5 separate regions of the Mus musculus genome follow, and regions 2, 3, 4 and 5 are each linked to region 1. A link is a contact called in public promoter capture Hi-C data. All regions are on one chromosome and are shown on one strand. The core of a region is the stretch at or near the end of the contact, and the rest is flanking DNA. Distances in the headings are between cores, read along the strand shown. Region 1 holds the start of Zfand4 (zinc finger, AN1-type domain 4). Region 2 holds the start of Rpl32 (ribosomal protein L32). Region 3 holds the start of Efcab12 (EF-hand calcium binding domain 12). Region 4 holds the start of Depp1 (DEPP1 autophagy regulator). Region 5 overlaps Ift122 (intraflagellar transport 122).

Evidence for each region. Promoter capture Hi-C pulls out the DNA fragments that hold promoters and counts their contacts. Capture Hi-C pulls out chosen DNA fragments and counts their contacts.
Region 2: a contact with region 1 is called in a promoter capture Hi-C map of liver, with 2.5 times the contacts expected there. The contact joins the promoter of Rpl32 here to the promoter of Zfand4 in region 1. A contact is called at or near these places in 5 of 39 promoter capture datasets (the 3T3-L1 cell line, the C10 cell line, pre-B cells and 1 more), 5 of 115 datasets of contacts at active chromatin or transcription factors (cardiomyocytes, effector CD8 T cells, embryonic stem cells and 2 more) and 3 of 9 other capture datasets (adipose tissue, liver and pancreatic islet).
Region 3: a contact with region 1 is called in a promoter capture Hi-C map of liver. The contact joins the promoter of Efcab12 here to the promoter of Zfand4 in region 1. A contact is called at or near these places in 7 of 39 promoter capture datasets (the 3T3-L1 cell line, the C10 cell line, the HPC-7 cell line and 2 more), 2 of 115 datasets of contacts at active chromatin or transcription factors (large pre-B cells and pro-B cells) and 2 of 9 other capture datasets (adipose tissue and liver).
Region 4: a promoter capture Hi-C map of liver shows a contact between it and region 1, with 3 times the contacts expected there. The contact joins the promoter of Depp1 here to the promoter of Zfand4 in region 1. A contact is called at or near these places in 4 of 39 promoter capture datasets (the 3T3-L1 cell line, liver and stem cell-derived epiblast-like cells), 2 of 484 Hi-C or Micro-C datasets (both in liver), 4 of 115 datasets of contacts at active chromatin or transcription factors (T-cell acute lymphoblastic leukemia, embryonic stem cells, pancreatic cancer cells and 1 more) and 3 of 9 other capture datasets (embryonic stem cells, liver and macrophages).
Region 5: a contact with region 1 is called in a promoter capture Hi-C map of pre-B cells, with 3 times the contacts expected there. The contact joins the enhancer-like site here to the promoter of Zfand4 in region 1. A contact is called at or near these places in 9 of 39 promoter capture datasets (the C10 cell line, the HPC-7 cell line, HPC-7-derived erythroid cells and 3 more), 1 of 15 datasets of contacts at CTCF or cohesin (large pre-B cells), 7 of 484 Hi-C or Micro-C datasets (B cells, ECoMG myeloid progenitors, embryonic stem cells and 1 more), 6 of 115 datasets of contacts at active chromatin or transcription factors (the NIH/3T3 cell line, bone marrow-derived macrophages, embryonic stem cells and 2 more) and 4 of 9 other capture datasets (adipose tissue, embryonic stem cells, liver and 1 more).

Annotation. Positions count from the first base shown.
Region 1 is chr6:116,260,883-116,266,260 of GRCm38.p6, reverse strand. It overlaps Zfand4 (zinc finger, AN1-type domain 4), which reads right to left and starts at 2,042. Exons shown (of 10, transcript NM_001309446.1): 1 at 1,949-2,042. It overlaps Washc2 (WASH complex subunit 2`), which reads right to left. Exons shown (of 31, transcript NM_026585.3): 31 at 3,590-3,926. The coding sequence ends at 3,787.
Region 2 is chr6:115,806,418-115,811,795 of GRCm38.p6, reverse strand. Rpl32 (ribosomal protein L32) reads left to right here and starts at 3,053. Exons shown (of 4, transcript NM_172086.2): 1 at 3,053-3,098; 2 at 3,894-3,994; 3 at 4,629-4,810. The coding sequence starts at 3,899. It overlaps Snora7a (small nucleolar RNA, H/ACA box 7A), which reads left to right and starts at 3,693; the gene lies at 3,693-3,821. It overlaps Efcab12 (EF-hand calcium binding domain 12), which reads left to right. Exons shown (of 9, transcript NM_001110506.1): 9 at 563-1,067. The coding sequence ends at 818.
Region 3 is chr6:115,835,774-115,841,151 of GRCm38.p6, reverse strand. It overlaps Efcab12 (EF-hand calcium binding domain 12), which reads left to right and starts at 2,740. Exons shown (of 9, transcript NM_001110506.1): 1 at 2,740-3,368. The coding sequence starts at 3,020. Mbd4 (methyl-CpG binding domain protein 4) reads left to right here. Exons shown (of 8, transcript NM_010774.2): 8 at 1-455.
Region 4 is chr6:116,647,828-116,653,205 of GRCm38.p6, reverse strand. Depp1 (DEPP1 autophagy regulator) reads right to left here and starts at 2,522. Exons shown (of 2, transcript NM_145980.2): 1 at 2,361-2,522; 2 at 359-1,513. The coding sequence starts at 1,508. The coding sequence ends at 891. The region is part of intron 3 of Rassf4 (Ras association (RalGDS/AF-6) domain family member 4); the gene reads left to right.
Region 5 is chr6:115,894,071-115,899,448 of GRCm38.p6, reverse strand. It overlaps Ift122 (intraflagellar transport 122), which reads right to left. Exons shown (of 29, transcript NM_001167763.1): 14 at 5,030-5,227. Among named protein-coding and RNA genes, the nearest start is that of Rho, 35 kb to the left of the region's middle. Within about 2 kb of position 2,223, at least 85 of the 459 cell types and tissues checked have an H3K27ac peak or open chromatin away from gene starts, as enhancers often do. A contact at or near this core is called in the NIH/3T3 cell line, adipose tissue, granulocyte-monocyte progenitors and 2 more, where this site is marked.

The DNA.
Region 1 (5,378 bases), core at 793-3,292:
ACCCGTGCTGGTAAACTACAAGCGTTGTAAGGGAGGGACAATGTCTCTATCACTCACTTCAGCCGTCTGCACACATTAGCGTGCATTAAAGGTTGTTCAATGAAATTCAATTCAAAACAACTCCCTTTCTCCACTAATCCTTAGATTAGAGAAAATTAACAGTCAACTATATAGTCATAGAAATGGCACAGTGATTATACTGTGGAGGGATACTGGTTTCCTCTGGAGTCACATTCTGATTCACTACGCCAGAATTCTTATAAATCATGATGAACACGTATACACAGATACTTCTACTGTAGAGGGGAGTTTTCATAGTTCTAATATAAAACATTCTTAGGAAGCTTGAATTATGCAGATAGCTAACGCTCCTTTAAAAAAAAAAAAACGGCATCACAGGAAGAAACATTGTTGCTAAGAGCACAGTTGTTCTGAGTGGAGTTGCACAACATATGAACTAATGAGAAACAAACAACAGCAGCAACACAAGGACTGTGCTCCCAGTACTGTGGGTCAGAGCTGCAAGAGTACACTACGCAACAGTGGTACTGTTTGTATTTCACTACTCACTCTTACATCACTCATGGTAAATGTGAAGCCAGGTGATAGGGTATTTCCTAGCACATATTAGGCCCTGGGCTCAATCTGCAATTTCACAAAAACAAAACAAAACAACAGCATTATAAGAAGAAAAAGAAAAAAAAAACAGCATTATAGTGAAATACGCATAGGCAACATGTAATCCTTCAATGCACAGATCTGAAATGAGACTAACGTGCCTATAAGTAGAAGAAAATCAGCACAGCAGTAGGTGCATCATCAGTGGTACAAGAACTCCCAAATGAAGTTTGGTCCCAGTTAGTGGCATAATTTCCAATACACAAAAAGAACCGAGGGTGGTGACCATATCTGAAAGCAATTGTGTTGCATACTTTTTTGTTTGGTTGGTTGGTTGGGTTTTTGTTTTTGTTTTTTTCGAGACAGGGTTTCTCTGTATAGCCCTGGCTGTCCAGCCCTGGCTGTCCTGGAACTCACTTTGTAGACCAGGCTGGCCTCGAACTCAGAAATCCGCCTGCCTCTGCCTCCCGAGTGCTGGGATTAAAGGTGTGCGCCACCACGCCCGGCTGTGTCATACTTCTCAGCAAAGGAAATTAATGTAACAAGACAAAAGGTTGTGCTGGCCGGCTAAACCACAGCAGAATATTACATGGCCTAGTGGAAGCTCAAGTGGGCCAATGACCTAGCGTACTAAAACTGGGTCCATTGAGGCCTGCAAGCATCCTCAAAGTGGCCCGTGGTATGCATGAATGAGCACTGGAAAACCAATTGACAATAAAAACGTATAGTGATGTTTAATAATATAAGTAAATAAAACGATGATTAAATTGCTAATTTATCTTGAAAACTGTTAGAGAAAAATCAAAGTGAATTTCCAACATTTCTTTCATCTTTTGAAATGTCTAAAACCAACCAACAAAAGCGGCAATAACTGCACTCAAGGGGTAATTTCAGTACCTTGGCCTTTGCTTCCTTCTCGTCCACAGGAACTTAGTCACACGACGAGTTAGTTTTTAATTTTTCCCCCCAACATAAATATACCCACAATATGTTGCAGCCTTTTAAAAAGGTGACTCTTGTCCTTTTACAGATGTGTGAAAATCGAGCTACAGATTAGAACCACACTCTGGCCTAGGAGCGATGCACAAGTGCGGGGGTGCTGCCCTGGGGCCACAACCAGCAGGGACCACACTCAGACCCAAAGTCGGGTCAGCAGCACCCCGAGCCACGGGTACGACCAATTTGTCCGTGAGTCCGTAGGCAGAGAAGCACGGGTGTGACCAGGCTGCAGCTGAGGCGGGCGCACCGGGGCAGCGAAGACGCAGCAGGCCCTTCCACCACCCGCCCTCCCTCCGGGCCGCGCCGCGCCCCGCCCCGCCGCGCCCCTCACCCGCTCGCCCTCCGGTGGTCGCGTCCGCCCGCTCGCTCGCTCGCCTGCCCGCAGGCGGATAGGAGTTCGCGCGCCCGAGACGCCGGCCTACGCTGGCCCGCGAAGCTCCGGTCCCGCCCTTTGTGACACCGCTCACCAATCGCCGATCAGCGCTGCCGACGCCCTCCAATCAGCTCGCGAGGGGCGGGGCCTAGTCTTCCGCGGCTGGCGGTTGCTCGGACGCCGGGGTCGCACGGGCTTTCAGGAAGGGTTGTCGGTTAGAACTGGCCCGTATGTTGACTCTTTATAACTGGTTGCAGGACCCGTCTAGGGCAGGGTAGGAGACTGGAGACGGGGCACAGCGTCTGGGAAGAGCCGGCACCAGAGTGGCTGGGGCACTTCTAAGGTTCTTTGGGGATAGGAGGGTCTTTGGCATTTGTTATTTACTCATGGCCTAGGACACTTAAAAGGATGTCCATGCTAGTCACCCTTTTCTTGTACTCCACGTTCTCCTAACATTTCTGACTCAGTTGTGTCATCTGTAAAATGGGAACATTTCTATATGCCTTTTGCATTTGAGCAACTATTTGAAGATTATAGGTCAAACAGTCTCAACCTGAGCTCAGATCCCGTCCTACTTTTGCTGTGCACCGAGCTGAAGTGGGATATAAACTGACTGGCTTTCTGACTACACATGCCTTCCAACTAGGTTGGGCCCCTGCTGCTTCGGTTCCTTCATAGGAGGTTCAACTCAAGTGTTTTACCAGGAGGACTGCAGAGGACCATGAAAGCGCTCCCTCATAGTCAACTTGCAAAAGAACCCTGGCCCTGATCAGTCTTCTCCCACCCTCTCATTATCCTCCGAGACCTGAGCCACTAGTCTCCACAGTTTCAACTCCTCGGGACTGAGGTAGATGGTATGGTGAGGCCTTTTGTCAGCCTCTTGCTCTTAAACTCAGCCCATGACTGGGCTGATAACTTCCAACTCTATTGAGGCCAGAGCCATGATGGTAACATGAACAGAGCCTAGGAGGACAGTGCCTGCGCAGGACATCGTGATCACTCACAGCACTCACGTGCTCTAGCATCCAGTGGATGCGCTTAAATTTTATTTTTTTAGCTTAACATTTCATAACCTCATCAAACCATACATCACCAGTCATAACCTACCATTTTAAAGGGCAGACAAAAAGGTCTATTCTCAACAACAATCTTGCAATTTTAGTACTGAAACCATTTACAAAGGAGGAAACAAAAGCTATGAGAGGCAAATTTTTGCCTACAGATAAAAAATCCCATTTCCTGTCACTTCTGAATTCTGACTGGGGTAGCCAGATAATGTAGCCATGATGGAGGCTGTGTTCCAATAAAACTTTCTGCACATTATTAAGACAACAGAGGACCACAGTTCCCCTTACAAGATTGCAGACCCACTTTTTGGGAATTCAGTAGAAAGCTCTTCTCATGGGCTTAGAACCCATAAATGCATAACCTTTCACGTGCTAGACCATCACAGCACCCAGACCCACCGACAGAGCAAACCCTTCAGGTCTGGTGCCTGACCACTGCTCGATCTGCACTCCCTGCCCACACATGAAGCCACAAAGCAGTGTCTCCTGTTAGCATGAGCTTCCATGCACTCTTATTAAGTAAGAACAAACCTCTGTGAAGCGTTTATTTTTTATTTGTAATTTTAAGCATAATTAAAATCAATGCAGAAAAATATCAGCTACATTGGGTAAAGGAAGTGAGTGAGTATCTGCTTGTAAGCCCGTGAAGACAGCGTTAGGAGAGCACGTCACTACGTGAAAAACAGAATGGGAGGGTGAACTGTGAAGGCCCCGCATGCTGCGCATGCTCTACTGGCTTCCGAAGGCATTCAGGGGGTCATCAAAAATGCTGGCCACTTTGTGCTCAGATCTTTGTTCAGATGCTGCCTCTGCAGATTGGCTTTTGGGTTTGGATGCTTTAGCCTGGAGGCCAGAGGAGAAAATGTCATCTTTAAAAAGAAAAAAAGAAAGATGTTAAGACAGGCAAACAAGAAAATGGGAACTTGAGACACATGCACACAAACTGTAAAGCCCAATTCTAATAACACACTAAGACCACCAACATCGAAGTCAAACCTCTTAGATTCTGGGCCTGGCTCAGTTGGTGGCACCCAACTTTTGTAAGGACATATGAACGAACATCGGGTTCTTTCTGAACATAAGTTTCTAGCTACAGAAGTGTGTCTGCACTTGAAGTCAGAAACAGGAGGGTGGAGCGGTTCTCCACCTCAGCGAGGGCCTCACCACCTGGAACTGCTCTTTCTCTCTTTCTGCCTTCTTTTCACTCTGGATTTTAAGAAGAGTAAGAATGTACAAACAGAAATCCAATATAGGATGCGCTCAGAGCGCACATCTCAGTGGTAAGAATGGAGTCTGGTTCCACTCATATTAGTGCTTCAGACTCAGCTTAGCTATGCTCTGCTGCTTACCACGTAATTTTATCAGCAGGGTTCTACTGCATCAAATTCATCCTGTGTACGTAAAGACATAATGAAAGACCATGGCATTATCTATATCAAACTAGAGATCTAGATTGTCAATGTGCTAATGGCTAACACAAAGCAGTATTACTCAAAACACTGAAATCAAACACATTTAAACTGACTGGAAGTAGAAAAGGTGCACTTGCTTACTACTATTCCTATGTAAATCACAGTCTTAGAGGATGCACAGCAAACTTAACACTGGCTAGCTTTAAAGCTTTAATCCCTCCACTTAACAAAATGTTCTAAATCGTATGACTGCCACATAAGCATGTATTACAATTTAATAATGAAAGAAAGTCATGCCTGTAACCCCAGCTAAGATCAGGAGTGCACAGCACAGGCAGCCAGGGCCACAGCAAGATCATGTGTCAGAAAATGAACAAAGGAAATAAGCAGCCCAAGTCTCTTGTAACTCTGTGCTGTAAAGACAGACATGTGAGGACGGAGCCCAAAGTCTGCCAGGGAGACAGAGTCAGCGTGGCTCTGCAACTCAAAGCCCAGGCCTGGAGGGACAAAGAGAGGACGTGTGTATTTTGGGCTTCAGTCTGGGTTGACCAACACAGGATGTATCAGGAGGCAAACTTTATAGCTATCAGCATCTGGCTTGCTTGTTAGCTGAGGAGTGGGTACAGCGTGTTCAGATCAGCATCTGGCTTGCTTGTTAGCTGAGGAGTGGGTACAGCGTGTTCAGAAACACAGAGGAACCCAGGGAGCTGCCGAGTCTCACTTGTGACTTCGCGGCACAGCCCTGCTCTCTGTTACTGACCCTCCAGTCTCTTGGCTGCTGTCCCTCATTGTCCAGCTAGAATCCTGACTCAACCAGCTTCATGGCCTGCTGATAGCACATGGAAGAAGTTTCTGATAGACTCTCCTTTGAAAGTCATTGGTGTTGTCAGATGACAGCAGAAGTTAATT
Region 2 (5,378 bases), core at 1,804-4,303, 460 kb after region 1:
GAGCACGTGAGGCTCTGGATTCTATCCCCAGCACCAAAAGGACCAGGCCAAGTGGGGGTGGGGGAGGGACGGAACGAGTCCTCTAGAACAGTGGTTCTCAAATTGTGAGGCGTGACCCCTTTGAGAGTTGAACATCCTTTTCACAGGGGTCGCCTAAGATCATTGGAAAATAGATATTTACATACAATTCCTAACAGTAGCAAAATTACAGTTATGAATTGGGAACAAAAATAATTTTATGGTTGGGGAGTCACCACAACATCAACTGTCTTAAAGAGTCAAAGGGTTGCAGCGTTAGGAAGGTGGAGAGCCAGGACTCCAGAGCTAGGATGGCACACGTCTTAAGTTTGGGTTTAAGAAGCAGTGCCTAGGCACTTAGCCACTCATTCACTGTATGATCTCGATTTCTGGCTCTCCAGGTCCTCACTAGTGAGGAGACTGGAGGAGTTGAGTGCTTTTCACACTGGACAGAGTGGTCACGGCTTATGTTCTCTGCTGAGAAGGAGCCCTGGGCCTGGTCCCTCTGCCACAGCAACCTTCCCTATGCCTTTTCCTTTTCCAGGAAGCTGAAGTTGCAGAGGTTAAGCCCCTCAGACACCCATCCCAATCACTTCTGGCCCGGTCACCTTCTGGACAAGCTGAGGCTCTACCTGCCTACTGTGGCCAAGGACCAGAGCCTGGCGATCTTCAGCTGTGTGGAACACAAGCCCCCTGCTTACCCTGCCATTTACCACTCTAAGAACTACTGGCCCATGAAAGACTTTTCTTATATGACCCATGCCTATTATGATGCAAACAAGGTGTACTCCATCAACTAGAGTGGATTGCAGGATGCTGGACCAGAAGACAGTGCAGCCAGAAGCCCCCAGCTGCAGTCATGAGATATCAACGAGCTATACGGAAAAAAAAAAACAAAACATTCCCAGGGAAGGTCCGGGGATGTGTCCCCTGATGCCACAGTGGGGTGTGGATGTGTCCACACACACATGCTGCTTTCCTATCTGTCATGACCTCTGCCGTTTTGAAATAAACTAGGTTAGAGCTGAACTAACCTTCACTAAACTAGCCTTGCTCGTGTGATTTCCTGCTTACGGGCTGGAAAACTTGAAGTGTGAGTATGTAAGAGACAGATTCCCCAGGACACCTCCCACCTCTCATCCTGGGATATTAATGCCTACAGGGACACAACAGACAGCAAGAGAGTCCTCTGTTAAATGAAGTAGCATGTCCTCAGCTGGGGAGGACTGAGGCCCCCAACCCCTGTGAATCTTCAGAAATCAGAGCCATACTCTCTAGTTCATGGGCCTTCTGTATAATTCACTCACTCACCTTTCTCTTTATGTAATGTACTCTGTAAGGTGCCATTAGCCACACACTTCCATGTTCCATTGGCCTTTACATAGCCTGTAGGCCAAGCAGCATTTGGGAAGGGAGGGCAAGACACAGACACAGGAGAGCAACAGTCCTGCCCTGCTGTTTGTGACCCAGCCACTCCAGACAAGACACTCTACTTACCTGGGTCTCTACTCCCCTTTACAGCAAGCACAAGGGTTGGGGCAGCATACCCAATTCAGCATTTGTCCCCACCTCCTGGAGCCACTGTCAAGATCACCAGTGGCATCTCTTCTGTCTGAGTTTGTACAAAGTTTGAAAATTTTTTAATTTAGTCTGCTGGGCAGTGGTGACACCTTACATCTCAGCACTTGGGAGGCAGAGACAGGAAGATCTCCAGCCAGCCTGGTCTACAGAGTGAATTCGACCACAGTCAGGCTTACACAGAGAAACCCTGTCTTAAAACAAAACAAAACAAAACAAAGGGTGGGACTGGGGTGGGGCCTGGAGAGATGGCTCAGCAGTTAAGAACACTGATTGCTCTTCCAGAGGTCCTGGGTTCAATTCCTAACCACATGGTGACTCACAACCATCTGTAATGGGATCTGATGCCCTCTTCTGGTGTGTCTGAAGACAGCTACAGTGTGCTCATATACATAAATCTTTAAAAAATGAGATTTATTCTATGTGATTGAGTGTTTTGCCTGCATGTATGAGTATGTACCACATGCATGTAGCGCCTACAGAAAAGGGCATCTGATCCCCTAGGGCTGGTGTTAACAAGGTTGTGAAGCAACGCTTGGTTCCTGGGAACTAAATGCCAGTCCTCTGAAAGAGCAACAGTGCTCCACCAAGCCACCTCCCCAGCTCAGGTTTGGTTTTATTTCCTCCTAAGATTATAGAGTTTTCACAATGATCTGTAAAACAAAAGATAAGCAAAATAGACTAAACTCGACCTACCTCTGCTTCCCAAGTGCTGTTATTAAAAAATGTGCACCACCACACCCAGCCAATAGACTATTTTCTTAGCAATATTATCAACCTATCACTTTTTTTTTTCCGAAACAGGGTTTCTCTGTGTAGCTCTGGCTGTCCTGGAACCCTCTCTGTAGCTCAGGCTGGCCTCGAACTCAGAAACCCGCCTGCCTCTGCCTCCCAAGTGCGGGGATTAAAGGCATGAGCCACCACCGCCCGGCTAACCCATCACTTATTAATACATTAGGTACATACCATAAGTAGAGAAGATTTAAACATACAGAAGTCGCGAGGAGGCTCAGTAGCACTTCATAAGCAGGGGTTTGCACATCTGTATATTAGGAAGTTTTAGGACATTTGCTCAACCAACCGCCTAAGGATCTTCGAAGAGTCTCTGTTTTGCTACCTCCCAGCCTCAAGGAGGCACCCTCGGGAACCAACAATTTAAAAAGCTATTGGGCTTCCACTTAGGGCGGAAATAAATGCCCACCTAGCAGGTCTTAGCTCAAAAAAAAACAAAAAACCCAAATTTCTTAAGTAGTCCCAAGAGAAAAATAAATTTTAGTTCACTCTAAGATGTTAATGTCTACTACAGAACACTAGTCCACTAGGGTTTTTTTCAGTATCATTTCTCAGGCACATCTTAGTTTTCTTTAGAGGACCCAGAGCCGGAAGTGCTTCCCTTTTCTCTGCCAGGACCTAAGACTCCGTCCCATCATACCTTGCGCGCCGCCGCCGCCTCTTCCTTCTTCCTCGGCGCTGCCTACGAGGTGGCTGCCATCTGTTTTACGGTGAGTCTGTATCGGCGGCCATCCGCCGCCCGCGGCTTCGACGGGACCCCGTCTCCGGGTGGGGAGGCCTCGGCGGCGGCCTCCGCACCAGCGTGGTAGTGGCGAGCGCGCGCGGGCCTGGCCACTGGCGCTGCTCCGGAGTCTGCCCGGGGGCCGGCATCGGCCAGGGCGGGCTTGCTGCCATGCGGCCCGAGAGTTTCGGACGGCACCCGCCGCTTTCTGCTTAGCTTGTTAGCAGCCTTTTTCTGCGGCGAATCCGAAATCTTAAGTCAGGGAGCTGCCGCCGCTCGCCAGTGAGCAGAAATGCTTTCTGAAGCGCAAGCCCGGCGGAGCAGGTTGTCTGCGCGGGGAGCAGAGAAGGCACCCTTTGGTTGGTGCTCTGAGACGACCGGGAGGGACAGACGGACTGGTGGCGTGTTAGGAGTGCATGGTGGCTTTGCGTATTTAAGGGCGCAACACTTCAAACATAACGAAGCTTAGTGGAGCGGGATTTGCCGCTCCTTCGCCACCAGAGAGACCTGGCTGGGGTTCTGTAAGATCGGTTGCGGTTCTTTGAGGTTCGGAGTGGGTGAGATGAACCACTGACCTCTTGGGATCGCGTCTGGAGAGTAGCTAGTATTCTTCCAGCTTCGGAAGCAAGAGGGAGAGCAAGCCTAGCAGAGGTACCCATTCCATTCCCAGTTTGCTCGGTAGCTGGTGATTGGAAGACACTCTGCAACATTACTCACTGAAGGCCTGAGACGCAGCCCCACCTCCCAGTTTCTTTACTAACTTGGGTCTGACTTTTGTCAAAAGGCATCATGGCTGCCCTCCGGCCTCTGGTGAAGCCCAAGATCGTCAAAAAGAGGACCAAGAAGTTCATCAGGCACCAGTCAGACCGATATGTGAAAATTAAGGTATGTGGTTCTGGGGTGGGGGTTAAGACCTGAGCACACATTTCTCGTTATCGCTTGTCTCTGCATTTTAAAAAGTTCATTTTAAAGATGACACTTTGTTTTATATTTATGCGTTTGAAGGGCAGGGAGAATCACTTTAAGGAGTTGATTCTCTCCTTCCTGTCTTGTGGGTCCAGGTCAGATTTAGTTTGTCTGACAGCAGGCACTTTTAAGTCATCTCTGCACCCTGACCCTGTATTTTAAAGATCTTTGGGGTTTTGTCTGCACACCAGGCACATGCATGCATGGAATTGAACCTCTGGAAGAGCAGCCAGTGCTCTCAACTGCTAAGACCTCTCTCTGGGCCTGCAGATCACCTGTTGGCTGGATGGGCATGCACACCCAGCAGTTCAGCAGTTAACTGATCCCTCCTCCCTACTTAATTGCAATGGAAGATGATGTTGAAATTCCAGTGCAAGTGCTAGGGATGGAGCCCAGGGCCCTGTGCATGCCAGGCAGACACTGCTAACTGAGCTACACCTCGGCCTTTGGTGTGTGTTTTATGACATGACCCCCTTGAATTCTGTCCCCTTCCTGCACACACATACAAGAGCTGCCAGTTTGCACAGAGACTAACTTGCCTGTGTGTCTTCAGCGAAACTGGCGGAAACCCAGAGGCATTGACAACAGGGTGCGGAGAAGGTTCAAGGGCCAGATCCTGATGCCCAACATCGGTTATGGGAGCAACAAGAAAACCAAGCACATGCTGCCCAGCGGCTTCCGCAAGTTCCTGGTCCACAATGTCAAGGAGCTGGAGGTGCTGCTGATGTGCAACAAGTGAGTTGGGCCCCTGGCTGGGAGTGTGCCTGCCTCCTGTGAGACTGAGGCCACTGCAGTGGGCATGCTTATGAGGAAAGAGGACGTGTTCCCTTGGTTGAAGCCTGAGACTGGAGAAGAAGGTCTTTTTACAGTGGGTGTTCAGTGTCCTTTATGGTCCTGTGTGGAACACTGCTATAGTGTCATGAGACTGCAGGGGCCTGTGTCTAACCTGGGACCTAAGCTGTGCTTGGCTCTGCTCTGACGGGTGGATTTGCAGAGCAGCTCAGGTCTTTTGGGGCTGAGGTAGAGAAAAAGTCTCCAGGCACAGCTGTAGAGAGAAGGTTGTGGGGTATTCTGGGTACTTTGAGCAAGTTACAACCCTTGGTGACCTCTGAGATGCAAAACCAAGGCCTCTCAGGAAATACTCTTGACATTGGATATGAGGGTGTGATGGGAATAGTTTATTTTTCCCAAGTAAACTAGGACTGCAGAGAGTGTATGTGTTCGGGGTTATAAGGATTTGTTTTCTGAGGTGGTTGTCATGCAGATGGAGGAGTCCTATGGGGAGATTATGTTGTGCATTTAA
Region 3 (5,378 bases), core at 1,491-3,990, 430 kb after region 1:
CACAGACAATGAGCAGATGGGCCTTATAATGTATATGTGATGAAAATACATACACAGTACCTGGGATGCTGATGCAAGAGGACCTCTGAATTCAAGGCAGCCTGGCTTATGAGAGTGTGAAGGCAGCTTTGGTTACACAGCAAAACCCTGTACAAAAAATACAAACCAAGTTTGTTGGACTAAATAAGCTATGTCTGCAGAAGTGTCTGTCTGTCTTGTTTAATGGAATTCTTTTTTTTAAAGATTTATTTGTTTTATGTATATGAGTACACTGTAACTGTACAGATGGTTATGAGCCATAATGTGATTGTTGGGAATTGAACTCAGGACCTCTGCTTGCTTCTGGCCCTGCTCTGGCCCCGCTCGAGTATATGGAATTCTTAAGATCCTAATATACTTATGAAACCTATCACTTTGTATTAGGTAGTTAATAAAATATTTTTATTAAAAAGTAAGGTCCCTTTGGCATTGTGTTCTTGACCACTTGCATTGGCTCTGAGGAATTTTAGATTTGCCCTTAATATCCCTGTGCGAGTGTGGCTTATGGCTCCATTGCAACTCACCCTTTAACCCTGATCCTTTGTGAAACCTTCTCTCTCCCAATGTTTGGTGCCATTTCCATGGCAGGTGGTATACCATCATGGTTCTAGTTCCGACGATCAATTGTCATTCTAAGGTTTGGTTTGAAAATTAAATCGAATGAAGGCAAAGTAAACCAGCTGTCAGGAAGCTATTTGTCGTAGGATAGCGAGTGGGTATAGGCAGATGTGCTCTGTTGCAGGCTAATTGATTTTTCCTCTGGTGAACAGGTGGCAGCTGTGAGAGGGATGCTGGAGGTGGAGAGATCATTGGTCACAGAGTAGTCAGGTTCAGTTCCTAGCATGTCTATGGAGGGGATCTGTTGCCCTCCTCTGGGCACACAGGTCGTGTGTATACATGCATGTGAAATAAGTTCACATAAGTGTAAAGAGATGTGATGTGGCAGGAAAGCTGGCCATACCTCCCACTTCACAATAACCCTTAATATTTTCACAAACATCACAGGAACACACATAAGTGCAGAGCTCTGTGCTGGGGAGGGAAAAGGATGAGAAGGCTCTGTAGAGACCTCCCAGGAAGAGAACAGTGCTAACAGTATGGCAGAGAAGACAAAGTGAGGATGGAGATCCAGACACAAGCAGGTCAGAGTCCAGAGAAATCTTTGGATGCCTGGGCCATGGCCAAGGTTAGGTGGCAAAGCAAATTTCCCAAATGTCAGCTATGAGATGAGATAAGGCTGCAGGGCAGGGCCACTTAACCCCCCTCTCCCTGGTCGCCTTGAAGGGGAGCTCTGTCTGGCCAATTGCTGGGGTTCCAGGGCGACTCTTTCTTTTCAGGAGATAAGGTTGCCTGACCTCCGTGCCTTCCCTCGCATCTCAGTGAAACCATGGTGCCTTGTCATGGTTTTGTAAGTGTTCAGAGGCTGTGGCTCAGAAGGGCCAGTAGAAGCGAGTGCCTCGGGTTGTGGGGAGTCAGGAGGATGCTAAATCTAGTGAAGATGGTCCCCAGCACAGAGAACTTGTTCAAATGTTGATCTTTATTTTGTGACCTACAGTTTAAAATGTTAGAATCAGGTGGGTAGTTCAGCAGTTGAGTTTTCCTGGCATGCCCAAGGCTTAGAGCTCAGTGCCCAGCAGTACAAAACTTTTTCTTTTTTTCTTTTTTTTTTTTTTTTTTGGAGACAGGATTTTTCTATGTAGACCAGACTGGCCACCAATTCACAGAGCTCCTCCTGTGTACTACCATACCTGGCCAGACCACATTTTTGTAAGTGTTTAATTAAATGGTTTTGTTTTGTGTTTAACACATTTACAGCCACTAACACTAGCTAACTCAAAGACATTTCTGAGCCTGGCGTGGTGGCACATGCCTTTAATCCCAGCACTTGGGAGGCAGAGGCAGATGGATTTCTGAGTTCGAGTCCAGCCTGGTCTACAAAGTGAGTTCCAGGACAGCCAGGGCTATACAGAGAAACCCTGTCTCGAAGAAACAGGTGTAAGGCCTGAGCCTGAGTCTGGATTCTTCCGTTTACTAGACTCCTCCATGTAGTGTGGGTCATGTATCTTTCCATGCACACCCCATAGTTCACCTATTAGTGGAGATTTCAAAGGTTTATTATTAGGACTGGTTCTAACCTGTTTCTGGCTTTGATTAAAGATAGGCTCTCATTGAGTGGCTCTGGCTGGCCTGGGACTTATGTAACACAAGCTGGCCTCAAACTTAACGTCTATCTTCCCGCGCTGGGATACAAGTGGTTGCCACCAAAACTGTTGATTCCAGACCATAACACCCAGTCATAGCACCAAATACCTGTCTTTTATTTGACCTTGACTGACTAGGATTCTCAGAACCCAGGGTAGAGTTATGATACTTTTTTTAAATGAGAAAAGTGAAGCCTGAAGATAAGATCTGTGAAGGACCTGCAGCTTACAAGAAAATAGGACATTTTTTTTTTTCTTCAGAATAGGGGGCCATGGGAAGACTGGGACATATGTATGATTTCCCAAAGGAGGCACCAGCCAGAGCTAAGCAAATCGCCGAAGCTCCTGACTTCCGGGTTTGGGAGGTGGAAGGGAAGAAAGGTTCTCCCGCCTCCTTCTTGCAAGTGGAAGCGCTCAGCCAATCGGTGTAGGGCATCTATAGTCATGACAACAGAGGCTTACTCTCAGCAGGTTGAGCAGCCTTTTGCAAAACCTGAAGCTTATTTCCACCAAACGGCTAAACTGGGGGCGTACTTCATAACGCCATCTACAGGAATCCTCCGGCTCCGGGCGGCAGAGCTGTTGGAGAGCTCCAGGATAGGCTAGAAGCCTCATTGTGCCGTCTCCATTGTGGGATAGGGAGTTCCAGAAGGTCACAAACGGCCTGGATTCCTATGCCCGGACCGGACCTAGCTAGAGAACCCGGCTGAGTCACGTGACTTGGAATCAAAGCCAGGCTCTTGCGCCTGGGAACCTGCATTTTTCTCAGTTGGGCAACAATGCGTTCTATATTGAAAAAGAGACCTGGAGAGGAGACAGTCAGCTGTCTGCCCCCAAACAAGTGCTTGGCAAAGGTTTGCAATTTGAGAGGTGGAGGGTACAAACAAACAAGAAGAGTTGGATGCCAGAAGACCCATGCTCTCCGAAAACCTCCTCCCCACCCATCTAATGCTTCGCAGTGGGATGCTGGTCTCTCTAGCCACCTTTCCAAAGCACACAGTCAGAATGTGGCAGAAACCCTGGCCAAACATAGTGGGAAGCAAAAGAAATCATCCAGGTTATGGGAGGCCCAGAAAGCCGAGGAGAGAAAAAGTCGTGTGACTTTCGGCTTGACGATCACAGACGCTGGTAAGTGACAGTGCTCTTCATGGAGATGGAAAGTGTCTGCAGGACCTGGTTAGATGAGACTGGAACCAGGGGACACGTTTAATCTTAGTCGTGGACACCTAAGACCCTGTAAACTATAGAAGTGAGATGTTTTCAGAACAACTAAGATGGCATGGTTGTGCTGGGATGGGGGTGCTCAGCACGGAGGTGAGTGGGAGAAGCTGCCTGGTGTAGAGTGTTGACACTTAGAGGAGTGACCAGGACAACAGGATGAGCCCAGGATGACGGCCAGAAAGGAAGGCAGCAGCTGAGGTGTGAGTCAGGGAAGGAGAACAAGTGTGTTTTCTGAGGCGAAGTGAGGGCTCTAAGGCAGGTGCTCCTGGGAGACACACAAGGGTCAGTAAATGGGGTCTTATCCAGCATTCGAGGCCCACAGTGACGTTCTGGGAATGTACAAACAGAAGCAAAGTCAGCCAGTGACATCAGAAAGTGTACCTGTGCATGCAGGAGTGGAAATTCAGCGCTTTCTCTTCCAACTCCACCATCTCTTCTAATGACAGGATGGTAGCCTCAGCCTGTCACTGCTTGGTCATAGTCCTGAAGAGCACTAGAAAGAAGTGGTGTGAAAAGTGAGTGGGTGGTAAGCAGGCCACCTGTCTGCAAGAGGGTGGCTGGGATAACACCTGATAGGCTAATCACTGTTCTTTGCCGAGAAGAGAGACAAGGCTTCAAGGCAACTCTTATGAAAGAAAACATTTAATTGGGGGTCTTGCTTATAGTTCCAGAGGCTTAGTTCATTATCATCATGGCAGGGAGTATGGTAGCAGACAGGTATGGAAAAGTAGCTGAGATCCATACCCTGATACACAAGCTGAGAGAGAGAACACCTGATGGGGGCTTTTAAAACCTCAAAGCCACTAGGCACTGGTTGTTAGCCTTTAATCCCAGCACTCAAAAGACAGAAGCAAGAAGATCTCTGAGTTCAAGGCCAGCCTAGTCTACAGAGGTAGTTCTAGGACAGCTAGGGCCATACAAAGAAACCCTATCTCAAGAAAAACAAGACTCAACGCCCACCCCTTGTGACACATTTCCTACAACTAGCTCTCCCCTCCTCTTCCTCTTCCTCTTCCTCTTCCTCTCCCTCCCCCTCCTCCTCTTCTCCACCTTCTCATCTTTTCAAACAGTTCTATTTCCTGGTGACTAAAAGTATTCAAACAAATGAGCTTAAGGGAGCCATTCTTATTCAAATTATCACACCCTTACTATGAAACTCAGGATGGGTAAGGCTGGAAGAGAAACCTCAAGGAATACCATGCCCTTTAGAGCACACAGCAACTAGGTGAATGGAACCCAGGGGTCAGGGAAGGAGAAAGGAAATGTGACTGAGCAGAAGAAGCAATGTAGAAAAGAGGACAAGGTGGGTGTGACATCCTGGGAGAGAACAGGGGCCAAGAGCTTTAGGCCACAGCAGTAATGGGTTAACTCCTTGAGCACCAAAAAGCCAGCTGTCTTAGGGTTTTACTGCTGAGAACAAACACTATGGCCAAGGCATCTCTTATAAGGGCAACATTTAATTGGGGCTGGCTTACAGGTTCAGAGGTTCAGTCCATTATCATCAAGGCAGGAGGAGCTGAGAGTTCTACATCTTCATCTGAAGGCCACAAGGAGAAGACTGGCTCCCACATGATTAGGAGGAAGGTCTTAAAGCCCACACACACAAGTGACACACTTCCTCCAACAAGGCCACATCTCTTTTTTTTTTTTTTTAAAGATTTATTTATTATGTAAGTACACCGTAGCTGTCTTCAGACACTCCAGAAGAGGGTGACCCCTCTCCTCTTCTGGATCTCGTTATGGATGGTTGTGAGCCACCATGTGGTTGCTAGGATTTGAACTCAGGACCTTCGGAAGAGCAGTCAGTGCTCTTAACCACTGAGCCATCTCTCCAGCCCAAGGCCACATCTCTTAAGTAATGTCACTCCCTGGAAAAAATCTACTCAAACCACCATTCCACTCCCTGGCTGCCATAGG
Region 4 (5,378 bases), core at 1,273-3,772, 390 kb before region 1:
AAGAAAATCAGAGATGAGACCACTAGACCCAGTATGTGACAGCCTGCAGGCTACGTGCTGCATTCTGTTTTGGCCCTGAGCATGAGAATTCTCTAATTCTCTGGTACCACAATGAGATTTGGACACTGGAGTCAAGATAGCATGTCCCCTGGGTACCTAGGTGACAATCCCTATGAAACACAGTAATACATCTGCTGAGACCTCATATCTTTTGTTGGGCCTCTGGAAATATATGCCTGAAGGTAGAGCATAGAGGCCAGGCCCTTCCTTGGATGCTTTTAAGACAGTGTTTTTCAACCTGAGTCACAGCCCCTTTCGGGGTTGAACGACCCTGTCACAGAAGCCACCTAAGAGCACTGGAAAGCTCAAAGATTTACACCATGATTCGTAACAGTAACAAAATTGCAGTTATGAAGTAGAAACAAAAATCATTTTATGGTTGGGGGGTCACACAACATGAGGAACTGTATTAAAAGGTCACAACATTAGGATGGTTGAAAGCCACTGCTTTAGGGGCCTGAGACCCTTTTCCTTGGTCCTTTGCCCTTGGTTTCTCATGAGACTGTGGCAGCCACCCAGAGTACAGCCCGCATCTCCTCATTAGAGCAATCTGGGAGGTGGTCACTCCACCTACACTCACTTTAGTCATGATAAAACCAAGACATAGAGGACACTGAGTCGCTTCAAAGTCACGGGCCAGCCAGACACAAAAGGTACCAGTCAAAGTCGCATTGTGGGAGCTAGACTGTCATCGCTCTTTAGAGGATGGGTCTCACTAGGAATTGCCCAGTCCCTGCAGACCTGCCAGGAAGTGTCCACCACAGGAGAGGAAAGCTAGAGAGAGCACAGGGGCCCACCATATCCTTTATGGGTTTTTCCTGGGGTAGGAGTTAGAGTTCATGGATCACTGGGAGGTGCAAATAGAGAGTACCTAGGATACTGCTGGGGCGAGAGCTGGAGACGGACGCTAAGGCCCGGCAGGACTTTCTAGAAGTCCAGCTTTTCAGGTCGGAGGTCTGGTGCCTGGGCCCTGGTTTTCTTCCCAGAGAGTGCTCAGGTACCCTGGCCTCACAGAGTCTCCCCGTGTCCTTGCCCATCTGTCTGGGCACATCCCAGGGATCTGAAGAACCAGTCCTGTTGGGTCGACCTCTCCCATCTGCCTGCTCTCCCTGTGACTTCCCAAAGAGCCAGTCCAGAGGGTTGTCAGTGCCGGGAGAGGGCAGTGTGGGCTGCAGGCTGCTGACGCAAAGAGAGCTGTCTCCTGGAGACTCGGCCTGGCGCCTCTTCTCTCGAGTCCAGGCTGGCCGGGAGGGTCTGTTGGGACGGCTCTGGGCTGTGACCTTGTCCAGCACTGAGGTGGGCTGTGCCAGCTGACAGATACACCTGACGTAGTCATCCAGGCTGGGGGACGCTGGGGGTTCCTGCCCAGCTGCCCCATGTGACAGCTCTTCTGACATTTCCCGAATCGTTGGCAAATGGGGCACGGGCAGCAGAAGCCGGGACCTCATAGCTGCTAATAAAGCAAAAGCAACCTGTTAGCCAAGAGGAAACCAGTGGCGAGCCCGCCATGCCACCCTGACACCCTCCTACTTCCTCTCCCTCATCGGAGATGCTACACGGGGCTCGGGTACCCAGAAAACAATAAGAAACCTGCAGATCTGAGACCAAGGCTCACCCCCCTGCCCCCACCCGCACTCATCCTTCCAGCTACCACCAAAGTACCCAGCTCACTAAGGCTTCATCATTAGTGTTGTTTAAGAATAGCCAGATAGTCGGGGCTCAGTGGTAAGGGTACTTATTCTTGCAGAGAGCCTGAGTTCAGTTCTTAGCACACACATAGTGGCTCTAGCCATCTATAAATCAAGTTCCAGGGGTCTGACTGGCATGTGTGTAGCACACATACATTAGTGTAGGCAAAATATCCATGCATATAAAATAAAATAAATTAATTAAAAATTTTAAAATGAAGAACGAACAGGTAAGAAAACGGGGGGGGGGGTATTAATGTGGGGTCAGAGAACACCTAGGTTTTAAACTCGTCTCTGCCACTTAATGACTTAGAGACTGGCAATGTCACCTCTCTAAACCTCTAATTACTTGTCTGAAAAATAGGGTTATAAACATCCCACTGGCAGGGATATATGGGGAAATTCACGGAGACATAGCTTTGACATCACAGCTCTCCTGTAAACACAAAGGCCTTGTATAAACACCTTATTATCATAGTGGTCGGTGGTACCCACCCCCCTGCTCTCTATCCAGTAGTCAGGCCGTGAAAGCTCGGGATGAGAGATGCTCTCAGAGATAAACTAGCCCCGTGTTTTAAAAGTGTCAAGCCAAAGGGTGGCTGCTCTTCTTACCTGTAAGTCAGCAGTCAGGGTGGCAGGAGTCTAGATGGGTAAAGACTGTCTCCTCTAAAGGAAGCCCCAGAGGCGGGCAGTCACAGCCGGGTCTCTAGCTCTTGGTCCCTGGGAAGAGGACAGTCAGGACGATGTGCTGTGGTTTCTTCCCCTGTGCGGTCTGGCAAACCCAACACACACTGCTGCTTTTACACGGTTCCTCCGGTCATCAATCATTGTCAGGAAAAGCTCAAAATAACAGCACTTTGGAAGGTTCTCAGGGGAAAGCACAGAGGGTGGGGCTTGGCCCAGCTGCCAGCCTGGAATTTGTGTATGTGCCTGCAGGAGGTTGGGAAATATTTACACTGTAGGGTGAGGTGTGGGGCAGCCACCTCACCTGACTTAGACAGCTTTACTATGGGTAGAGAGCAAAGCCAGCCTGGGGGTTCCTGGGACCTGGGGACTGCTGGAACCTGGGACCTCCATAGGACCCCCATGGGCTTCCACCCCTGTCTGGTATAGCACAGTATTTTCTACTATGGATTACCCCAGGACCTGTGATCCTGTGACACGCCAGCCTTGTGCTAAGTTTTGCTGAGTTCCAGGCCTACACTTATGATCATGATAACACATGAGGCTTGCAGGGTGAGGGACATCACCTTACACAAGTGCCGGGGCAGCTTGACAGTCTGTCTGACTTCTCTCATAACATCTCAGATACTTTCAAGGAGAAATTTGCTTGCCCGTTGTTGGCCAGGCATGTGCCAGTGACTGCTAATGGCATAGCAAATACTGTGGACAAATCACCACGTATGATGCCTGTTTCCCAGTGAGAAGGATTATGGAGTCATCAGTGGGCAGGCGCAGTGACTCAGCACTCAGGATGGCTGCAAAATAGAGCGCCGAAGGGCTGTGGAGCAGCAGAAGAGGGGGTGGTCCAGGTCAGGTGGGCCAGATGATACCAAAGCAAGGGCAAGGCACTATAGGTTTGAGTAAGGAGCTGTAGTGTGGCTTCTGCCAGATGCCATGCTCGGGCAAATGACAGCAGCTGTGAGAAACCAGGGGACTCCAAGGGTGATACCAACACAGTGGCAGCTGAAGGCAAGATGGACAGCCCTGGGAAGGAACCGGCTTTGCGTTTCTCAGGCCTCAGCGCCTCTGCTCACCTACCCTCAGAAGCGGGAGGAAGAGGAGTTACAGAGGGAACAGTACGTTCAGGTCTGATACATGAGGGCTGGACAGACACTAGCCTCCTGCAGCATGGTGAGCTGCTGGTCTTGTGTCTATGCATTCCAAGTGTAGCATTAGAGTCATGGGTAAAGGCATGGGGACATTGGAGATACTGAACAATGCTTAAGTCAGGTGACAATTCCCAACTTACACCTGAATGATTCCACAGGACTCCAGCCTTTTGCCTGACTGTTTAGGCAAACACTGTGAGGCCGTATCAGGAAGCTGTGTGTGGTTTTGATAGCCTTAGACTCTTCTCTCTGTGGTCAGTGAGGTGTTTGAAACTAGGCATGACTGTTAGCCGACCATGAGATCCACACTGTGAGTGGGGGTGAGGCCATCCCCACGTGAAGGTTCTCATGACATCCCTGTTTTCACGGGGGCTTTCCAGGACAATGAAGAGAGAGGAGACTCCATGGGGCAGTGGGTGGGGCATGATTTCACTTAAGTGTAGTGTGGAATCCAAAATAACTCAAATGCATAGAGGCAGAAAGAAGGAAGATGGCTATCAAGAGTGGTAGGGAAGAAAGAGAAGTAGGGACCCCAGTTCTTCCAGATGAATGAATCTTAGAGATCCACGGGGCAGCACCAGGCCCACTGCAATCCCCTGTGCTGTACGTTTAAGTAGCCATTAAGTATGTGAGTCTTCAGACCTCACTTAGCACACCCTTCACCACCATGCCTTAGCATCACTCCATAGCAGAGACCTAATCGCAGGCTTTGCTTAGCTTCCTGTTCCATGGATTAGGAAGCTTGGCTGAACTCTTAATTAGACCCCACGTCATCACCATCATCCGTTGTGTTCTCAAACATCTTCAGTGTGCGTGTTAGCCATCATGAATCATGGTTAGTAGGCCTATCCATGCCACCATCCAAGATGGGAACTGTGTGGCAAATAGATATGAAAAGAGATTAGTTACGGTTTAAGCGGTAACTGGATGTAGAACATCACTGAATAAATACCCAAAGAGAAGAGAAGAGAAAAGAGGTACGGGGAGAATAGGGGTACATGTGGGACTCTTATATTAAATGTTCTTGGCCCAAGACGTATATGTAAATAAATAAAATATAGGGTGAGAGCCATGAGAGAGTGAGGCTGGAGTCTCTCAGTGGTGCCAGAGGTTTCAGGTAGGTCCCGGACAGTACAGTTGCTCATGGAGTAATCATAGAGTACAGGGAGCCTAGAGAGTCCCATGAAGAGAGAGAGGCTGGAAATACGTCAGAGACAAAGAACCAAGGACCGAAGAAGTTTGAGCCAGAGTCAGGAGGGTGCCTGTGGGGTGGAATACTGTGGGTTGAGTAGCAGTCCTTTCATTTGGAGACCTAAGGAAGTCGGAGAAGGCTGAAGGTTCAGTATGAAAATAGCATGAAATACTCATGATAGACCATGGAAATGTCCCAGAAGTGTTAGGCAAACCAGCATCCACCATTAGGGGAAAAAAAAGGCAGTTGGCATTGCCACTGATGGATGTGTGGAGAGAAAAACAAGGCAGGGAACACAGACAGTAGGATGTCCAGTAGAGCCTGGTGGCTATGGGATTCTCTGTCCCAGTGCCCTTTGAGTCAAGGAGCCTAGCCCAGTACAAGTGTCCAGGCATGCCTCCCCCCGCTCGTGCTTCCTCCCGGCAGTGTAGACGTGCCTGCCAGACACTTGCGGTGTCCTAGGGGACACCTGACTCAGCAGCTCCATGCTGGCCTCCGCCCTGCCTTTGGCCGGGCCTGGACTTAGCAGCGGAAGGAACACCTCATGTGTCCTCCTGCTGGTCCCTGCCCTCGTGCACTGAAGCATGCACACACAGCTCGCTCTTC
Region 5 (5,378 bases), core at 974-3,473, 370 kb after region 1:
TCAGAGTAGTCAACGAGTCAGATTACAACCAGATGTTCACAGTGACATCACCAGAAACACCTACCTCAAGCTTCTGCCATCAATCAGCATCTTTGCAGCCTCGCCCTGGCCACCTGGGTACCTTCTTTTCTGCTACCCCTCCTGCTGAGCTCTCTGCACACACTTTTGGCTGTCATTTGCCTTCCTCTTTCCTAGGTCTACATAACCCTAATATATCATCTTCTCTGGGAAGGATTTACCCTGCCCACCCTCCCACCCCTCATGGAAAATGCCTACTTGGCTTTTTAAAGCTCTCTTAACAGGCCCCTCCTGGAAGCTCTCCTCATGCCCCAAGAGAAGGAGTCTCAGCTGTCCTTGGCCTCTGTGTAGATAAACCTTGTGCTGTACTCCATGTGGGTCTCTGGGGTGAAGCCCTGCTCAGCCTGTGGCAGCAGCGGGGCTCTAGTCACTCCCAGCAGTTCCTCCACCAGGCCAGAGGAACAAGTTCACTGACCAGAAGGGAGAGATCTGGGATGGCCTCTTCTCAAAGGCTATGTCTGAAAGGAGCACGGATATGGAGTTTGCTCCAGACAGCCCAGAAAACTCTGAGGACCAGTCTCTAGTGCTAAAGATCAAGATGCCTGGCTGAGAATATCTACAAGCATTCCCTAGTGACTTCTTTTTTAAGAGTATAAAGACTGTTGCAGTTGTCCAAAGAGTCCTGTGTAAGGAAGTGTGATTACCTTTGAGAACACCCCAGGAGAGGGAGACTCCTGGAGCAGACCTCACTTGTCGGAGGACACAGACCTATCAAACTAAGAACCTGAGGTTAAAGCAACAGGTGACCTGATGTTCTTGGTCCTGTGTTCCTTCTTGTCGTGTGTGTGTGTGTGTGTGTGTGTGTGTGTGTGTGTGTGAGAGAGAGAGAGAGAGAGAGAGAGAGAGAGAGAGAGAGAGAGAGAGAGAACACATGCATACACATCAGGCTAGAGCTGAGCTGGGCCTGGCATCTGTAGCAATAAAGGCCCTGTCTAGATTTGAGGCCAGTCAATACGCTTCAGGGACCCTTGTCTCCCTGCCGGATTCCTGGGCAGTAAAGATCAATCAGCCAGTACCCCTGTACTAATGGTTCTCAAATGTGAAACCGGAAGTGCTGTCTTCTCCATTTGGGGCCTTTATCTTTGACATTTCTGGTTCTTTTGCCCCCCTTCAGAATTAAAAGAAACCTTTTTCCTTTCAAGCTGATCTACCTCTGACAGCAAGGCACAGTTATTCCCAGGGGCTTGTTTTCCTGCGGTAACACACCATACACTTCCCCTCTTACTGTAGGGAGGCAGTGGGCCACGAGACTAGGAGCAGCTGAGACTCTGCCAGGCTAGGCTTCTGTGGGTTGAAGTGGCACTCTGAAAAGGGCAAAGGACCCATCTTCCTGGACACAGGCGTCCTCATCTCCTTACGCCTTCCCAAATCCCACCTACTCTGCCCTCACAATGAGCTCTCTTCTCTAGACTCCTCTGGTCCACTTTAGCTCTGTTTTGTGGCTTTTGATATTTCACGACTGTCTGTAATAAGGAGGAATAATAACAGGAATCTGGGCAGGCAAAACCTGAAAACGGGTGTAATTAACCCCATTTCACAGTGGCAAAGCCTGGAATCTTGGCTGCTCGGGGGGGGGGGGGGGGGGGATCACTTCAGCCCTGGAGTTCAAGACTAATGTGAGCAACATGGCAAAACAAAACCAAAACAAAACCCAATGATCCTATTGCACAGAAAAGAAATGAGGCCTCAAAGAGGAAGATACGGTGTTCAGGATGCAGCTGGATCAGGTTACAGAACCAGAATCCAAAACCAGGGCTCCAAACTACAGAACTTCCTGTGACAACCAACCTCCTCCATGACAAGGGAACATTAAAACGTTGCACAAGATCAGCTGATCGTACAGCAGAGAGGTACAACCTGAATGAGGATTTGAAAAGCATACTAATGAACCAGTCCCCTCTGAGCACACCCTTATCTGGCTGCTGTATTCCAAGCATGACATCATGGAGCACAACTCAGGTTTACTGCTCTACTTGGCAGCTCGGACACACCAGTTCTTGCACAAGATGATACAAATTTCGAAAGGAAACCAAAAATCCCAAGAGCAAAAATGGGGCTTTTTGCCTGGTCTGGAGGCCCAAACCACAAGAAGACTAGAGGCAAGGCGACAGATAAACAGCCTTTGTCTCCAGATCGCCTTTCCCAATGCTTGGCAGCTCTGGCCTGCTGCATCAGCAGGAAGGCTGCTGCAACCAACAGAGACTTTGGCTACTGACTCTTGGGGCTCTGGCAGAAGGAGCCCCAGCAGACCCTCTGGCTCCTCTTGGTTGGCTAGAATCAAGGAGCAGCAACTGCATTTATTTTTGAGGTTAGGATGGCAGTCTAGGGAGAAAACCTTTTAATAAGCAAAGCCTGTTTGGCAAGATGAGGAAGAGTGGGCTCCTAGCAGATGTGGTGCTTGGGTTTAGGATGCTACTGCGGAGCAGATAAGGACAGCACGGAGAGTCACACAGGCAGGCTGTCCTCAGCTGCCACCACACGTCCCATCTCTCACACTCTTTTTTCCCACTGTTCATTCCCATCAGACTTCACTGCCATTGCTTGAATACTCAGTAAGGAGCAGGAGCTGATGTGGACACTACTGCAGAAAAGCCCTGCAGCAACAAGTAGCAAGGGCTTCCATGGCTCCAAGGAAGAAGAAGACAGAGTCTGCAGGCCAGGTGTATGTAGGCAGGCAGACCAACAGCATTCTAGAGGAAAGGCAGTCTAGAACATATGAACATCTTTCTATGGACAAGGCCTCTGGCCCAGCAATTTCAGTTCTTGGAATTTGTACTATGTCAGGACATACACAAGGAAGATATCCACTATTTGCAAGAGTAAAAAGCTATGGGCAGCCAGGCCTGGTGACTCACACTTTTAATCCCAGCACTCTGAGGCAAAGACAGAGGAGACTGCTGTGGGATTGAGACCAGCCTGGTTCACACAGAGTTCCAGGGCAGCCTGGACCAATACTGAGACCCTGTTTCCAAAACACACAAAGAAAAACAAAAAGGCTGTAAGTAATATAAATGTAGGTGCCGGTGGAGTAAGCTATGGACTGTCATTGATAGAAGAGCTGCATTCATTACAAACAAAGCTGGGTACACAGCAGGGAGGGCATGGGGGCTTGCAGCAGGAAGGTACTCCAGACTGCACGGTGGAGCAAAGGAACAACTGCATTACAGTCTTGCACATTACTACCTAAGGGGAATTGAGCAACATATACAAGGAATCTCTTGTCCCTTCTCACACACAGATGTGAGCCTACAATTGTCTTCCTGTTTGAAAATCCTGGTAAGTGTATTCACTGACATGGCACAGCGTTTCCAGTAGACTGACTGCTGAGCAAAATGGCAGATTAGTAAGTGGGGTGCTTGGTTTGGGCAATTGTCTTTGTTGTTAGTGGGGTTTGTTTTGTTTTTTGTTTTAAGAAAAAGTACTGTGATGTATCCTAGGCTACCTTTAAACTTGAAATCCTCTTGCCCCATCCTCAAAGTGCTGAGATTATAGATAGGTGTCAACCACACTGCTAGGTCAGATTGCTAGTCAATAATTCGTCAAGGGGATGAGCCTGGAATAGCTAAATGTCATGTTAAAAGAAGATGGCACAGGAGCTGGCAAGATGGCTGAAAGGTAAAAGTACTTTGCTGCACAAGTGTGACAACCTAAGTCCAACCTTCAGAACCAACAACGGGAGAAACAATGCCAAAAGTTATTCTGGGACCTTCGATCATAGGTGCTCACACACACAAACTTTAACACATTTTAAAACAGATGATGGCACAAACTGATTAAAGGCTCCATTCTCTTGCTTTTGGTCCATAGTCAGTACAGTCAGTACAGTAACATGCCTGGGGTCTGGAGGGACGGTTCTGTGGCTAAGAGAGGACCCATATCACATTCTCAGCACCCATGTGAGGTGGATCACAACCCCCTGTGACTCCAGCTCTCTTCTGTCCTCATGTGCACCACACATATGCATATATGCACACATACACACACATTTAAAACAATAAAATATTCTCTTGAAGATAGGATGCTGTGGTTCAAGTTTCTCCTTAGTGTTTGCCTTGGTGAGAATGTCTCTCACTTTACGGACAAGCAGACAGGCAGCTATAACTAGCAGGGGTGCTGTCTGAGTTCTCCTGTCTGTTTTTCCCATCTGTCTCCTGTGGTTTCTAGCTGGTCTCCCCTCTCTTCAGGAGACTATGCTGGACCCCATGTGCCATCTCTGGGTCCCATCCCTCAGTCAGTGCCCACTGTACCTGTTCTCCTGTCCACACAGCGTTCCCACTTACGCACTGATGCTCTGTGGGCTTGCCACTAACACAATGCAAGGGGATCAGAAAGAAAAGAGGGCCAATGAACAGGTGTGCTGCCTAGGCTTATGTCAACTTGGCACAAAACTATAGTTACCTGAGAGGAGGAACCTCCATTGAAAAAGATGCCTCTATAAAATGAGGCTGAGGCCAACCTGGAGAACATTTTCTTACTTGATAATTGATGGGGGAGGGCATAGCCCATTGTGGGTGGGGCCAGTGCTAGGCTGGTATCCTGGGTTCTGTAAGAATTCGGGCTGAGCAAGCCCTGGGGAGCTAGGCTATAAGAAGCAGCCTTCCACAGCCTTGGCATCAGCCTCTGCCTCCAGGCTCCTGCCTGGTTTGAGCTCCTGTCCTGACTTCCTTCAGTGATGGACTACAATGTGGAACTATAAACTGAATAAGCCTCTCCTCCCCAGCTTGCTTTTTTGGTCATGGCTTTTCATCCCAGCAACAGAAACCCTAACTAAGACAATGGGGCCGATCTTCTTCTCCAGAAACACATGGATACACACAAACACCCAAGTCCACACCACGGACTCCACACCTCCCTCCTCCTCCTCCTTGCTGCTCCTAGTGCCAGTCTCAGGGTCTGACCATTCTGTTTTGTGTGCCCTAGAGCTGCAGAGGAGCGGCAGGCACAGGCTTACCTGTGGCACCTCCACGGCAGACATAGAGAAGACATGAAGGCAGAAGATCTTGGAGCCGTTGTAGCCAACCACAAAGCCCTGCAGCTTCTGCTGGTGCACTGGGAAGGTGCTGGCCTTGATGTTGAGGTAGCCTCCTCCAGAGAAGCAGAGCATGTCCTCACACTGCGTGTTCCAGGCCACGCTGTTAGCATTCGGTTCCTGAGGGATAAAGGCCTGTGAGGCTCTGACAACACTCGCACTTTTCACCCCAACCTGTTCTTAAAGCCTAGGTGGCCCTCAAGTACAGACAGCAGGATGAAGAGAAAGAGGGAAGGGGGTCAGAAAAGAAGGGACGAGCCAAACTCCTCTA